Regions from separate parts of the Macaca mulatta genome. Here region 2 is linked to region 1. Evidence: chromatin contacts called from public Hi-C data. All regions are on one chromosome and are shown on one strand. The core of a region is the stretch at or near the end of the contact, and the rest is flanking DNA. Distances in the headings are between cores, read along the strand shown.

Region 1 (6,920 bases), core at 3,430-5,929:
AAGATTTATTATCCAGCAGTAGGCAACTAATACAAAAGCAAAGATCAGAAATAGAAGGTGCTCCTGGGGGACTTGATGGGATATAGCAAGGTAGGCTGGGGGAGGCGGGAGCAGTGAGAAGCATGGTAAGGGAGCAAAGTGGAGTAAAGAACCTGTGAAATCAATTTGTATTTTACTTACCATTTCATCCAGGATTGGCTCTAAGAGGTTATTACAGATGGTCCCTGAAATGTAGGATCAAGAGAATGCTGTGTGATCTTTATTTGGAAGACAGATTTTAGGTTGTGTCAGGTGGGGGTGTTCCTACAGACAAGTTAGTCTCATTTCATCCTGAACAAGTGATTGGGCTTTACAATAAAGATCAGGTTCTGGAAGTGCAATAGCTTTTCTTTTATTTTTTATTTTTTGAGACAAAGTCTCACTCTGTTGCCCAGGCTAGAATGCAGTGGCACGATCTCAGCTCATTGCAACTTCTGCCTCCCGGGTTCAAGCGATTCTCTTGCCTCAGCCTCCCGAGCAGTTGGGACTACAGGTGCCCGCCACCACGCCCAGCTAATTTTTTTGTATTTTTGGTAAAGACAGGGTTTCACCGTGTTAGCCAGGATGGTCTCGATCTCCTGACCTCATGATCTGCCCGCCTTGGCCTCCCAAAGTGCTGGGATTACAGGCATCAGCCACTGCACCCGGCCTTTTCTTTTTTTTTTTTAAATAGAGATGGGGGTCTCACTATATTGGCCAGGATGGTCTTGAACTCCTGGCTTCAAGCAATCTTCCTGCTTCGGGCTCCCAAAGAGTTGGGATTACAGGCGTGAGCCACTGCACCAAGCCAATATCTGTTCTTTAACAAAACATTTTTTCAATTGTTTTATGCTAAGCCCTGGGATAACTGCTGGGTGAACTAAGCAAGGATAAGTGAGTCACAGACTCTGCTTTCAAGAAGTTTCACAAGTGTAGGGGAGATTATCAAGAAAACAATGACAATACTATGCTACAAATAGTATGATAAGGCCAGTCACAGTGGCTCATGCCTGTAATCCAAGTGCTATGGAAGGCTGAGGTGGGCAGAGAGCTTCAGCCCAGGAGCTCAACACCAGCTGGGCAACATAGTGAAATCTTGTCTCTATGAAAAAATTTAAGAATTAGGTGGGTATGGTAATGTGTACCCGCAGTCCCAGCTACTGGAGAGGCTGAGGTGGGAGGATCACTTGAGCCTGGTGGGGGACCAGGGGTTGAAGCTGCAGTGTGTCGTAATTGCACCACTGCACTCTAGCCTGGGTAACAGAGAGAGACCTTGTCTCAAGGTAAAAAAGAAAAACCATATAATTAATCAGGACAAACCCAGACCACTAGGATGAACGGAGGTAGTCAGGGAGAGCTTTCCGGAGGAGGTGACTTTCGAGTTTTGAAGGATAAATATGATTTGGCCTCTCTCTGAGTGAAAGGAAGGGATAGGACAATGGAGTGTGGGATGGTCTTGGAAGAAAAGCCTTCTTGACACTAAAAAAAGCATATATGGAAGGTTCTCTAAAGGTTCAAGAAACTGTAGGTATTTCTGAATGCCTAGAATATAGGAAATGAAGGGAGGGGTGAGGTCGGCAGGGACCTAGTTCCTGCAGTCTTATATTTTCTGGTAGGGTTTTAATTTTTGTCTTCAAAGCACTGAGGAACAACTGCAGTGTTTTAATCAAGGGCTTGACCTAATCAGATTTGCATTTGGGAAGGATTTCTCTTGCTGCAGTGGGTGGATGGGACTGAGGAGGGCTGGACAGGAGCCAAGATGACCAGATGGAAGGTCACAGTTCAGAGGGAAGAGTCCCAATGAAGTAGTGACAGAGGGCAAGGCAGGAAAGGGCTGGGCCCAAGGATGTTGACAGGTAGAAGCAGTGAAGTTTATTATCAACTGGATGGTGGGAAAGAACATGTCAACAACGCCTCCCAGTTGGCTGGGCGTGGTGGCTCACACCCAGCACTTTGGGAGGCTGAGGTGGGTGGATCACCTGAGCTCAGGAGTTCGAGACCAGCCTGGCCAACATGGTGAAAACCTGTGTCTACTAAAAAAATACAAAAATCAGCCAGGCATAGTGGCACACACCTGTAATCCCAGTTACTTGGGGAGGCTGAGGCAGGAGAATTGCTCGAACCTGGGAGGTGGAGGTTGCAGTGAGCCAAGGTTGTGCCACTGCACTGCACTCTAGCCTGGGAGACAGAGTGAGACTCTGTCTGAAAACAAAAAAGACAATGCCTCCCAAGTTTCTGGCTTAGCAAAATGAATAAATAACCTATTGGTGTTTTCTCATGTGACTTTTTTTGTTTTTAAGAAACAGAGTCTTACTCTGTCCCCCAGGCTGGAGTGCAGTAGTGGCATGATCATGGCTCACTGTAGCTTTGAACTCCTGGACTCAAGTGATCACCCTGTCTCAGCCTCCTGAGTAGCTGGGACTTACAGGCAACTACTACCACGCCCTGGCTTTTTGTAGGACTTCTGGAGAGGTATTTAAGTGGAATAATGTTAACTAATTTTTTTTTTTCCAGACAGAGTTTCGCTCTGTTGCCCAGGCTGGAGTGCAATGGCATGATCTTGGCTCACTGCAACCTCCGCCTCCCAGGTTCAACCGACTCTCCTGCCTCAGCCTTCCGAGTAGCTGGGATTACAGGCATGCGCCACCATACCCAGCTGATTTTTGTATTTTTGGTAGAGACAGGGTTTCACCGTGTTGGTCAGGCTGGTCTCGAACTCCTGACCTCAGATGATCCGCCTGCCTTGGCCTCCCAGAGTGCTGAGATTACAGGCTTGAGCCACTGCACCAAGCCAAGTATAAGTTTTTAAAACAAATTTAAACATAGTACTTACCCATTGTCTTCAAGGAAAGGACAGAATCCCTTGGTTAATGTTCCCTCAACAAAGACAAAGTAATTATTACTCAGTCAAGGAATCTGGGGGTAACCTTTTTGGCTCTTGAAACTAAACATGCCCATAGGCTGGGAGCAGTGGCTCATGCCTGTAACGCCAGTACTTTGGGTGGCTGAGGCAGGCAGACCGCTTGAGCCCAGGAGTTCGAGGCCAGCCTGGGGAACATGGTGAAACCCTGTCTCTACAAAAAAATACAAAAGTTGGCTGGATGTGGTAGTGCTCCAGGCCGCATGACAGGTGCCTGTGGTCCCAGTTACTTGGGAGGCTGAGGTAGGAGGATTGCTTGAGCCCACGAGGTCTAGGCTGCAGTTGAGCTGAGATTATGTGCACCTTAATAGACACAGCAAGACCCTGTCTCCAAAAAACAAACAATCGAATAAAAAATCCCAAACAAAATCATGCCCATAAAAAAGCCAGGGTAAGGAATTAGAAACCAAAAGAAAACCTCCAGCTATCTATTCATTCAACATTTACTGGACTCTAATTCTCTTTTCTTGAAGAAAGGAATATTTAATAAGCAAACAAACTATTAATAGCATTTGGGGTGCCCTGAGTGCCTACTATGTGCCAGGGCCAAGTAGGTTTATCTTTATTTTGCAGAAGTTAAAAAATGATGTAATCGGGTGGTATGAACATTAAAAAAATGTAATTGAGGTTACAACCAAGGTGTATTTGATTTCAAACCCAGATCTTTTTGACTATGCTAAATGCAAGCAAATTCAAAAAGGGTGATTAGCCGGCCACAGTGGCTCACCCAAGTAATCGTAATCGCAGCGCTTTGGAAGCCCGAGGGTGGATAGCTTTGAGGCCACGAATTCCAGACCAGCCTGGGCAACAAAATGAGGCCCACCCCCAATCTCAACAAAAAATTAAATTAAAAAAGTAAAAAAACCAAAAAGGGTATTAAGCAATTCACAGACACTGCACAGGATTTTTGGTACGTTTAGGGCATCTGCATGGTACTAGCTTTGTTCTGGGTTGCTGAGAACATTCACAGGTCATACACCAGTTTTCCTTTCTGGAGAGCTTCTGTCTGTGTATCTTTTTCTGGAGAATCTGTTTGACATTCACAACACACACTCCTCATTTATTGCCAGAAATGATGATGTTTTATGATTTACATTATGTGTGTAACACACGCACACGCGCGCGTCTTCCTTTCTGGACCTCGTTTACCGTAAGAGGAAGCAATTGCTTTTAGCATCAATAAAGGATTGCAGGATAAATATTTGTTCTTTGTAATGGGCGACATGCACCAGCCCATAAGACATCCAGAGGTTCAGGTTATCAACGAAAGTGCACACGCCTCCCACGCCCCGTTTCCGTGTAGTTCCAAATCTCAGGTGTTTCCAGCTGCAGCTTCCGTTGCCTTTAACTACATCCTGCCTTTTCCTTCAAACCTTCCTCCTCAACCCCTTCGAGACCTACAGGCACGGCCCAGGGGCAGGTGGCATGACCTTGGTTCATCCTCGGCCGCGGAGACGCGGCGTGACCTTGGCCAAGTCCCCGCTTCCCCATCCGCTGACTGGCGAAGCTGGACCGCTGGGTCTCCGCTCCAGCCGCTAGGCGTCCTGCGCGGGTACCCGATCTCCCCCGGCTTCTTCCGCGCGGCCCCCCCCCAGTTCTACGCCTACGCTGGCGGCGTAGCGGCCGCCTGGAGTCGCGCGGCCAGCTACTTTCAGACGCTGGTTTCCGCCGCGCGGATTGGGAGGGCGCGATTCCCGAACGCGGCCTGCGCTGCGAGCGCGCGGTCGTCCCGCAGGCCGGTGCGGCCTTACGCCGCTGACGCATCGCGCCCAAGATGGCGGCGCGGTCGTCGTCGGGGGTGGCGGTGGCAGAGGGGGCGGCGGCCCTGGCGGCAGCGGAGACGGCAGCCGTGACGGTGGCAGCGGCGGCGCGGGACCTGGGCCGGGGGGAATGAGGCGGCCGCGGCAGGCCAGCGGCGGAGCCGTGTAGCGGACAAGCTCCCCCTCCCTGCTTCCCTTGGCCGAGCCGGGGGCGCGCGCGCACGCGGCCGTCCAGAGCGGGCTCCCCACCCCTCGACTCCCGCGACCCGCACCGCACCCCCACCCGGGCCCAGAGGATGATGAAGCTCAAGTCGAACCAGACCCGCACCTACGACGGCGACGGCTACAAGAAGCGGGCCGCATGCCTGTGTTTCCGCAGCGAGAGCGAGGAGGAGGTGAGGCGCCAGGCTGGGCTGGCCGGGGTCGCCGGGTCTCCGGCCCCTTCGGGTGGAGGCGCGAGGGGCGCCGCCGCTGGAGGAGGGTGTGCCCGGGCCGCCCCGCTGGTGCAGAATGATGTTCCGACGGAATTTCCTGAGGCGAAAAAGGGGGGAAGGACCAAGGACGTTGGGGCTGAGGGGAAGCGGGTCTGAGTGTGGCCGCACGGGACGCGCCGGGCGGAGGGGGTGACCGGCTTGCGGCCGGAGCGCTTCGGTTCGGCCGCCTGTTACCGGGGAGAGCGGCCGCGGGAGAAGGCAGTGGGCTGGGAAGAGTGCGGCTTTCGGTTCAGGCCAACGGCTTTGATCCAGGAAGAGCCGCTCCGCACTTGTCAGCCAGGCACATGTGTGCGGAGGCTGGTGTGCACGAGGCGCGGGCCGGCCTTTGTGGCAGAGAAATAGTGCGCTTCATTGGCAGGTTTGGGGTTTGCCGAAGGATTAGGTGTCTGTGAGCCCAAAGCCGAGGGATGGGGGTGGGGGTGTCTTCGGAAGATTTAGGGCGTTGTGCATAAGCCACAGCCAGCTGTTTATTTTACAGTGCGCTGGGTAGCCTTTATGGTGTAGTCTGAGAAGAAAGGACATTTGATATAATAATCTTTGTGTGCTGACAATGTTTCATATTAATTGGGAAGACCAAAAGCAGGATTTAATATTTTTGCTCTGACGTTCCTCCACTGCCTTGTGGGAAGAGCCTTAGAATTAAATTAGCTAGGAAAATAAAAATGTTTTAGAATCAGTTTCTTTTTATAATAGATAGGGTACTTTAAACAAAAATCTCGGCTTCCCAAAGCCGTTTCTGTGGTGATGAAGGGAGTTCAGAGAAGCACATGTTTTGTAAATCCACAAAGAATAGCTGCTTTGGAAATTCATAAGATGCCTGTGGGAATGCATTTCTCTTATGTGCATTGTGGTAAAATGGCAGTTAAACTGCAAACAGTGAAGGACAGTGAAATCCAATATGTTATACTCCAGCATTCAGCAGTGGGCTATGGTGGCAGGGCCGCAGTACAGTGCATGGTGTCGAAATGGGGAAAGGAACTTGACCCGTTAGTTATGAAAAGAAGCTGTGGCGAAAGAGACAGATGGATTGCCAGGAGGTGCTGTCCAGAGGTATTTAGGAGGAAGTGGGAATTTGAATTACTGCCTGAAGAAAATTAGTTAGTGAATTGTGCTGTTAAGGGATCCCATGTGTGCGCCCTTTCAGCAAAACAGAAAGAAAGGAGATTTGGAAACGTATGCTTTGTATCCTACCATATATTGTAAAAGTCCCCAAAACAGATGCATTGTAATAGCTAACCAGGGCCGTGCTGTAAATTATACACTGTTTTGGAATGCATATTTGAGTAAAGTAAAATTATTCGTGGTGCTTACTGCTCCAGAGGCTTTATTCTCTTCATTATCATATCATGTTATGGGAAATCAGATGGGATCACAGGCTCTTAACTGAAGGGAAAGCTGATTAGCATAATAGCATGTCTTACTACACTAGTATGCCTGAATCTGTGAGCACCCCAATTATAAGTATAGTTTAGTTGCACAAATGATGCAAGACTATTTGTTTTGAAAAATCACGGCCGGGCGCGGTGGCTCAAACCTGTAATCCCAGCACTTTGGGAGGCCGAGACGGGCGGATCACGAGGTCAGGAGATCGAGACCATCTTGGCTAACACGGTGAAACCCCGTCTCTACTAAAAAAAAAAAAAAAAGAAAAATCACACCAGGCCGGACGCGGTGGCTCACGCCTATAATTCTAGCACTTTGGGAGGCCAAGGTGGTGAGGCCACGAGT
Region 2 (6,741 bases), core at 751-3,250, 160 kb after region 1:
GACCTCTGCACCAGACCTGCCCTCATCCAGCCTTCCCTGGAAGGGCCTGAGGAAACCTGTAGCTGGACCAGACGAAGCAATTCACCCATGTTGGCACCACTGGCTGCCTCTAGCTAATAGGGCCTGGGCTCCCAGAACCTCACATCTGCCCCTAAGGGTTCCTCTGGCAAGAACAGGGTGACCTAGATCATGCCTTTTGCCCATTACCACCTGGTGATCCAGGAGGGCTTTAGCCTGGTTCAGCTGCCAGAACCTTGATGTTCTTGGGTGGTTTCCATAATCTGCCAGTCAGTTTTCCCAATCGTGTGTGATTTTGGGGGGGTAGAGGAGGGTCTGCTACAAAACTATATATATAAAAAATATATATGCATATGTATACACACACATACACGTTTGACGTAACTGTAGATTCATATATAGTTGTAAGAAATCATACAGAGAGGGCTGGGTGCGGTGGATCATGCCTGTAATCCCAGCACTTTGAGGGGCCGAGGCGGGCGGATCACGAGGTCAGGAGACTGAGACCATCCTGGCTAACACCGTGAAACCCCGTCTCTACTAAAAATACACAAAATTAGCCGGGCGTGGTGGCGGGCGCCTGTAGTCCCAGCTACTCAGGAGGCTGAGGCAGAATGGCGTGAACATGGGAGGTGGAGCTTGCAGTGAACCGAGATCGCGCCACTGCACTCCAGCCTGGGTGACAGCGTGAGACTCCATCTCAAAAAAACAAAAAAAGAAAAAAAAGAAAAAAAAATCATACAGAGAGGCCGGGTGCAGTGGCTCACGCCTGTAATCGCAGCACTTTGGGAGGCCGAGGTGGGCGAATCACCTGAGGTCAGGTGTTCGAAACTAGCCTGGCCAACATGGTGAAACCCCGTCTCTACTGAAAATACAAAAATTAGCCGGGCATGGTGGCAGGCGCCTGTAGTCCCAGCTACTTGGGAGGCTGAGGCAGGAGTATCACTTGAACCTGGGAGGCGGAGATTGCAGTGAGCCAGGATCGTGCCACTGCACTCCAGCCTGCTTGACAGAGCAAGACTCCATCTCCAAAGAATAATAATAATAATAATAATAATAATACAGAGAGATTGTGTACACTTTGCTTAAATTCCCCCAATGCCTGTAATCCCAGCACTTTGGCAGGCCGAGGTGGGCAGATCACGAGGTCAGGACATCGAGACCATCCTGGCTAACACAGTGAAACCTGTCTCTACTAAAAATGCAAAAAAATTAGCCGGGCCTGGTGGCAGGCGCCCCTAGTTCCAGCTACTCCCACTCCAGCCTGGGTGACAGAACAAGACTCTGTCTCAAAAAAAAAAAAAAAAAAAAAAAAAAAAAAAAATCCCAGAATGATAACGTTTTACAAAACTGTAATAATCACAACCAGAATATTGACACTGGTAAATTCCACTGGCCTTAGTCAGATTTTCCCAGTAAATGTGTGCCATTTTAATGATAAGACCACAAAAGCTTTGACCCAAGTTTACCAACTTAGCAAGTTGCCTTTGACCCAGGGGAACCTCACCCCGCCGCTTCGTGTGTTCCCTAAAACCGAAAACAGGTGAACAGGAGTAACTTAACATTTCAGGGGATATTATGTGGTAAGCTCCCTGCTCATGTCATCATTTAATCCTCACAATAGGCCGGGCACGGCTGCTCACGTCTGAAATCCCAGCACTTTGGGGGGTTGAGGCAGGCAGATCACTTGAGGTCACAAGTTCGAGACCGGCCTGGCTAACACGGTGAAACTCTGTCTCGACTAAAAATACAAAAAAATTAGCCGGGCGTGGTGGTGCGCTATAATCCCAGCTACTGGAGAGCTGAGGCAGGAAAATCACTTGAGCCCAGGAAACGGAGGGTGCAGTGAACCAAGATCGTGCCACTGCACTCCAGCCTGGGCGACAGAGCCAGACTCCATCTCAAAAAAAAAAAAAAAAAAAAAAAAAGGCGCAGAGAGGGTGGGCGTGCCAGGGCCCCCGGTAGCCCAGTCCTGCCGCACTCTACCAGTCGAGCACAGCCCGAAGGCCAGGGAACAAACACAGAAGGAGGCCGAGAGGGCCCGGAGCAGGGTCCTGCCGCGAAGGGCCTGGGCTCAACGTTAGAGTGCGGCGCGACCCTACTCTGGCTGCAACGAGACGGGTGAGTGAGGTGGTCGCCCGGGATCTCCCAGAATCCGAGCTCCTGACGCGGGAGGGCCAGGGGCCTCCGGAAAACTGCGCGCGCCCCGCCCTGCCCAATCCTGCCCCGAGCCGCCCGCTCCTCCCCCGCTGCGTAGCCCTCGGCTGCCCTCTGCCGCCGCGGGGCGGACCCTGCAAGCCCCGCTGTCCCCGCCTTCGCACCGCCCACCCCCGCCTCCGGATTGGCGGCTCCAGAAATCTCCAGGCCACCCGCTTTCCGCTACCGGATTGGCTGCGCCCGGGCGCTAAGGCCCGGCCCATTTCCCCGGGTCCTTTGATCACGCGCCTGACGGCTTTTCCGGGGCCGGGGAGCCAACCGAGGGCGTTCCTGTCGGGGCTGCAGCGGCGGGAGGTAAGGCATGGCCAGGCCGGCTGGGCTGCAGAGCGCCGGCACGGGTCCACGCCTCGGGGTGCCAGGCTTCCAGGATGTTCGGGCGCGGGGCGGCTCATCCGCGTCCCCCAACACCCCCCACCTCCGGCCTGAGCCTCCCAGCGCCGTGGGAACCACCTCCTGTCCACTGTTGCTGGCCCGCATCCTAGCAGCGGCCTGACGCCCTCCCCACCCTGGCATGCCCCCTTGGCCTGGGACGATGAGCATACGACTGGGTAAGGGCAAGCTCGATGCCCCGTGCCCTACGGACACGGGGGTAGGTCGTTCATACCTTGCCCTCTGATAGAGACTCAAGCGAACCTGGGTCGCGGACCTTGGGCCATCAGCGTGCAAACCGCCCCAGGACGATCTCTTTGCTTCTGTCGATGGGGACTGACCCTCTCCACCTCTGCCTGTCAGCCCAGGCCAGGAGGGGAGGGACCTGGGCGGAGCCCTGGGTGGAGACAAGAGGAAGGTGACATCATCTTGAAGATACAATCCAGCTTTACCCACTCGTGTCCACCCTGGCACACGAAACCGATGGGGCAGAGGGTGTTCGGGCTGTATGTCTGAGGTGACACCAGGGACAAGGGCATAGAACTCAGGCATGGAGCCCATCGCTTTAAGTGGGACTGGACCAGAATGGAAGCGGAACTCCTTCAGATGCTCCCACCTCACCCCTGGCTGCAGTGCAGGTCCCTCCTTTAGACCTCATTTATCCATTTTGCTCCACTGGACAGGTACTGGCAGCCCAATGCCCCAAAAGGGCTGGGGCAGGCACTGGAAACCTGCACTTCTTTCCCCAGAAGTTGAGACTTGTAAATGTCTCTAGCTGGGCCCCGCCCTGATATAGGGATAGGAGTTGGGCAGGACTCAGCCCTGGATCCAGGCCTTCCCTTGATCCCCTTTCCTGCCAGGATTTGCCAAGACTCACTGGAGGGTTATACCCGGTACATCTACCTGGAGGATCCCTCCTCCCAGGATTTGACCTGGGACCAGTTTTCATAGATCTCCAGCTCTGGGGGAGGGATCCAGAGTCTGGATGTCACCTGGGTGCAACTGATAACCTCCCTTCCTCCTCCCCAGGGAGCCCAGTGGAGGCGCCCTCCCGAAGTGCCACTGCCCATGCTGACCAACCACCCAGCCCTCCGGCTGCTGATGTCATGAGTAACACCACTGTGCCCAATGCCCCCCAGGCCAACAGCGACTCCATGGTGGGCTATGTGTTGGGGCCCTTCTTCCTCATCACCCTGGTCGGGGTGGTGGTGGCTGTGGTAAGGAGCCCTCATATACACACAGACACCCACAGCTTTGCTAAGGCAGGGGCTGGGTGGGCCTGGTCCAGTCTGCACAGAGTCCCCACTGTCCTGTTGAGGGAGTGAAGGGTGTAGAGGTGGGCCTCTCTCTGCTTGTGGGCCTTCCCCGGGCTCAGCAGCCCCCACAGTGCTGTGTCTCTGTTGCAGGTGATGTATGTACAGAAGAAAAAGCGGTGAGTGTCCCTGTCTCCCCACCTGCCCTATCCCCACACCCATTCTGAAATTCCTGCTCATAGGCTCTGAGTTTTCTGTAAGAAGCCATCCTGATACAAGCCTGAATTTTGTTTTCCTTGCCCCAGCCTGAGGTTACTCACTGGGGAAAGTCCCTTTGTAGAATCAGGGTTGTATTCTTGGAACTATAGTGTGTCCCAAAAGGCACCCACTGGAAGTGCCCCTGCCTGGGAGAGGGAGGCGAGATGGGGCAGCCAGGTGTTTGATGAGGGTTGGGGGGCCTCCTAGGCTGAGTCCCCTCCCCTGCTCCCCAGGGTGGACCGACTGCGCCATCACCTGCTCCCCATGTACAGCTATGACCCAGCCGAGGAACTGCATGAGGCTGAGCAGGAGCTGCTCTCTGACATGGGAGACCCCAAGGTGAGCACTTGGGCGCCAGGGGGAGAATGAGGCAAGGTGGGGGTTAGCCCTGTTCCCAGCCATACTCGTCCACACTGAAACCAGAGCCTGGTTCTGCTTACTTGGGCTGTAACTGAGTGCTGCAGACTCCCAGGGAACACAGCCCAGCCTTGTGGTGTGGTCTCTTGCCCGACAGGTGGTACATGGCTGGCAGAGTGGCTACCAGCACAAGCGGATGCCGCTGCTGGATGTCAAGACGTGACCTGACCCCCTTGCCCCACCCTTCAGAGCCTGCCGTCCTGGACTGCCTGGGGCCCTGCAGTCAGCCTGCTTCCCCTGGCTCCCCCTGCTGGGTGCTGGGTCTCCATTTCTCCCTCCACCCACCCTCAGCATCTGCTTCCCATGCCCTCACCATCACCTCACTGCCCCCAGGCCTTCTGCCCTTTGTGGGTGTCGAGCTCACTGCCCACCCACAGGCACTCATGGGAGGTTTTCCTTCTGGGATGGGGGCGGCTGGGAGACACCTTTGCTTTCTCTAGCCCTCCTGGGCTTGGCTTGGGCATAAATCCCCAGGACGACTTTGGAGTTGTTTCCATGGTGATGGGGCCAGATGTATAGTATTCAGTATATATTTTGTAAATAAAACGTTTTGTGGCTAGGGGTTTTGTTGATTTCATCAAGAAGCTTAAAATGACCTTCCTCTGAGGTGATTCCAGTGCTGTTTCCCCTCCCTTCCCACAGCCTGAAGGACAGGGCCAGAACCCAAGTGTCACCTACCCTACCTGCCCCAGGCTTTAGGGGCACACACCACAGTAGACTCCAGTCCAGAAAAGGATATTTTTTTTATTCAAGTAACTGCAAATAGGAAACCAGAGGGGGAGCCCCAGGCTGGGACAAATCACGGCTACCCCTCCCCAACAGAACAGGGGGAGGCGGCGGCCCCTACACCCTTTATGGTCGATTTGGGCCCCCTTGCTCACTCTGCTGCAGCATCCTAGGGGCAGGGCCCCACCTTCCCTGGGACTGGGGTAGTCGGTCACCCAGCCTGCCATGCCCCAGCCCCTCTTCCCCACAAAGAGTATCTTGGGGGAGGGGATCGTGGGCAGAACAGGAGGCAATGAGGATGAACATTTGGCGCTGGTAGCAGCAGCAATGACGGATGTCGAAGAATGGAACATTGAACAAAAAACAACACAACTGTCCAGAGGTAGTTTGTGAACAGAGGAAAAATGGAACCAGAACCTTGGGGGGCAGGGAGGAGCAGGAGGGGGGTTGGGAGAGGGCAGGGTGAGCTCCTTGTTATTGGTGCCCCATCTGAGGAGGGGGAAATGGCTGAGTGGCGGAAGCAAAGTAGGGTGAGGGGAGCAGCCCCAGCCCACCTCAGGTGACGGCCACAGGGCTCGTGGGCTTCACCTGGACAATAAGCGACTGCATCTCCATCACTACCACATGTACTCAGATCCCAGGCGGAGGGCAAGGGGGCTGTGGCCACAGTGAAGCGGGAGTAAGGACACACCCCTCCTGCCTTCCTGGAGCCAAAGGGGGCTGCCCAACCTAGTGCAGGGACTAGGGAAGGTGGGGAAGGATGAAAAGTGTGAGCCCCATGTGATGACAAAGACAGTTTGGCTGGGGGAATCCTGGGGCCAGCACCCCCTCCACTGGCCACACCTGCTGCTGCCAGGGCAGTGGAGTAGGGCGGGCCAGGATGAGATGGGGCTTGGGCCCCTTTTAAGGCCAGGGGAACCCTCCCAGGTCCCACTACAGGAAGCCAGAGGGAACAGTGAAGGAGCAGAGAGAGCGCCCCCAAACCAAAAGCCCAGAGAGCAATGTCCCCACCACCAAGGGAGTGGGGACGCAGCAGGTGCAGGGTGCGGCTAAGTGGGATGTTAGCCTTGTCCAGGAGGGCATGTGTGTATGCGTGGGTGGGCAGGGGGAGCTGGGAACTGAGGCCAGGGGAAAACTGCTCCCCACTCAGCCCATGGGAGCCCTGCAGCGGCTGGTGTGCTGTGTAGTGTGGTGGTGAGGGCACAGGTGGAAGATGGGGGTGGCGGCCAGAGTCGGTGGTGATGGTGGGTCTGGGGAAGGGGCGGGGGCGGTGGGAGCGGAGCAAAGCTGTCCAGTCCCAGAAGGAAGCTGCTCCTCCAGTGAGGGGCAGGCGGCACGCATGGGTCACTGCTCCTCCTCCGAGGATTCCTGCGAGATGCCCTCCTCTTCCTCCTTCTCCTGCGAGGTGGGCAGTTGTTGGTGTGAGCTCTGGCCTGGCCCCCCTCTTCCACCCCCAGAGGCTGGCCCCCACCCGCTCCCTGCA

Evidence for each region. A called contact is a pair of places that touch in the nucleus more often than the background predicts.
Region 2: a contact with region 1 is called in a Hi-C map of liver, with 4 times the contacts expected there. The contact joins the promoter of SMIM29 here to the promoter of NUDT3 in region 1. A contact is called at or near these places in 3 of 14 Hi-C or Micro-C datasets (fetal cortex germinal zone, fetal cortical plate and liver).

The regions. Positions count from the first base shown.
Region 1 is chr4:147,880,709-147,887,628 of T2T-MMU8v2.0, forward strand. It overlaps NUDT3 (nudix hydrolase 3), which reads left to right and starts at 4,680. Exons shown (of 5, transcript NM_001194714.2): 1 at 4,680-5,093. The coding sequence starts at 4,995.
Region 2 is chr4:148,039,755-148,046,495 of T2T-MMU8v2.0, forward strand. It overlaps SMIM29 (small integral membrane protein 29), which reads left to right and starts at 2,001. Exons shown (of 5, transcript XM_015136125.3): 1 at 2,001-2,139; 2 at 3,634-3,821; 3 at 4,011-4,036; 4 at 4,349-4,454; 5 at 4,630-5,091. The coding sequence starts at 3,711. The coding sequence ends at 4,695. LOC106997914 (a long non-coding RNA gene) reads right to left here and starts at 3,001. Exons shown (of 4, transcript XR_013416501.1): 1 at 2,840-3,001. HMGA1 (high mobility group AT-hook 1) reads right to left here. Exons shown (of 6, transcript NM_001266352.1): 6 at 5,333-6,656. The coding sequence ends at 6,603.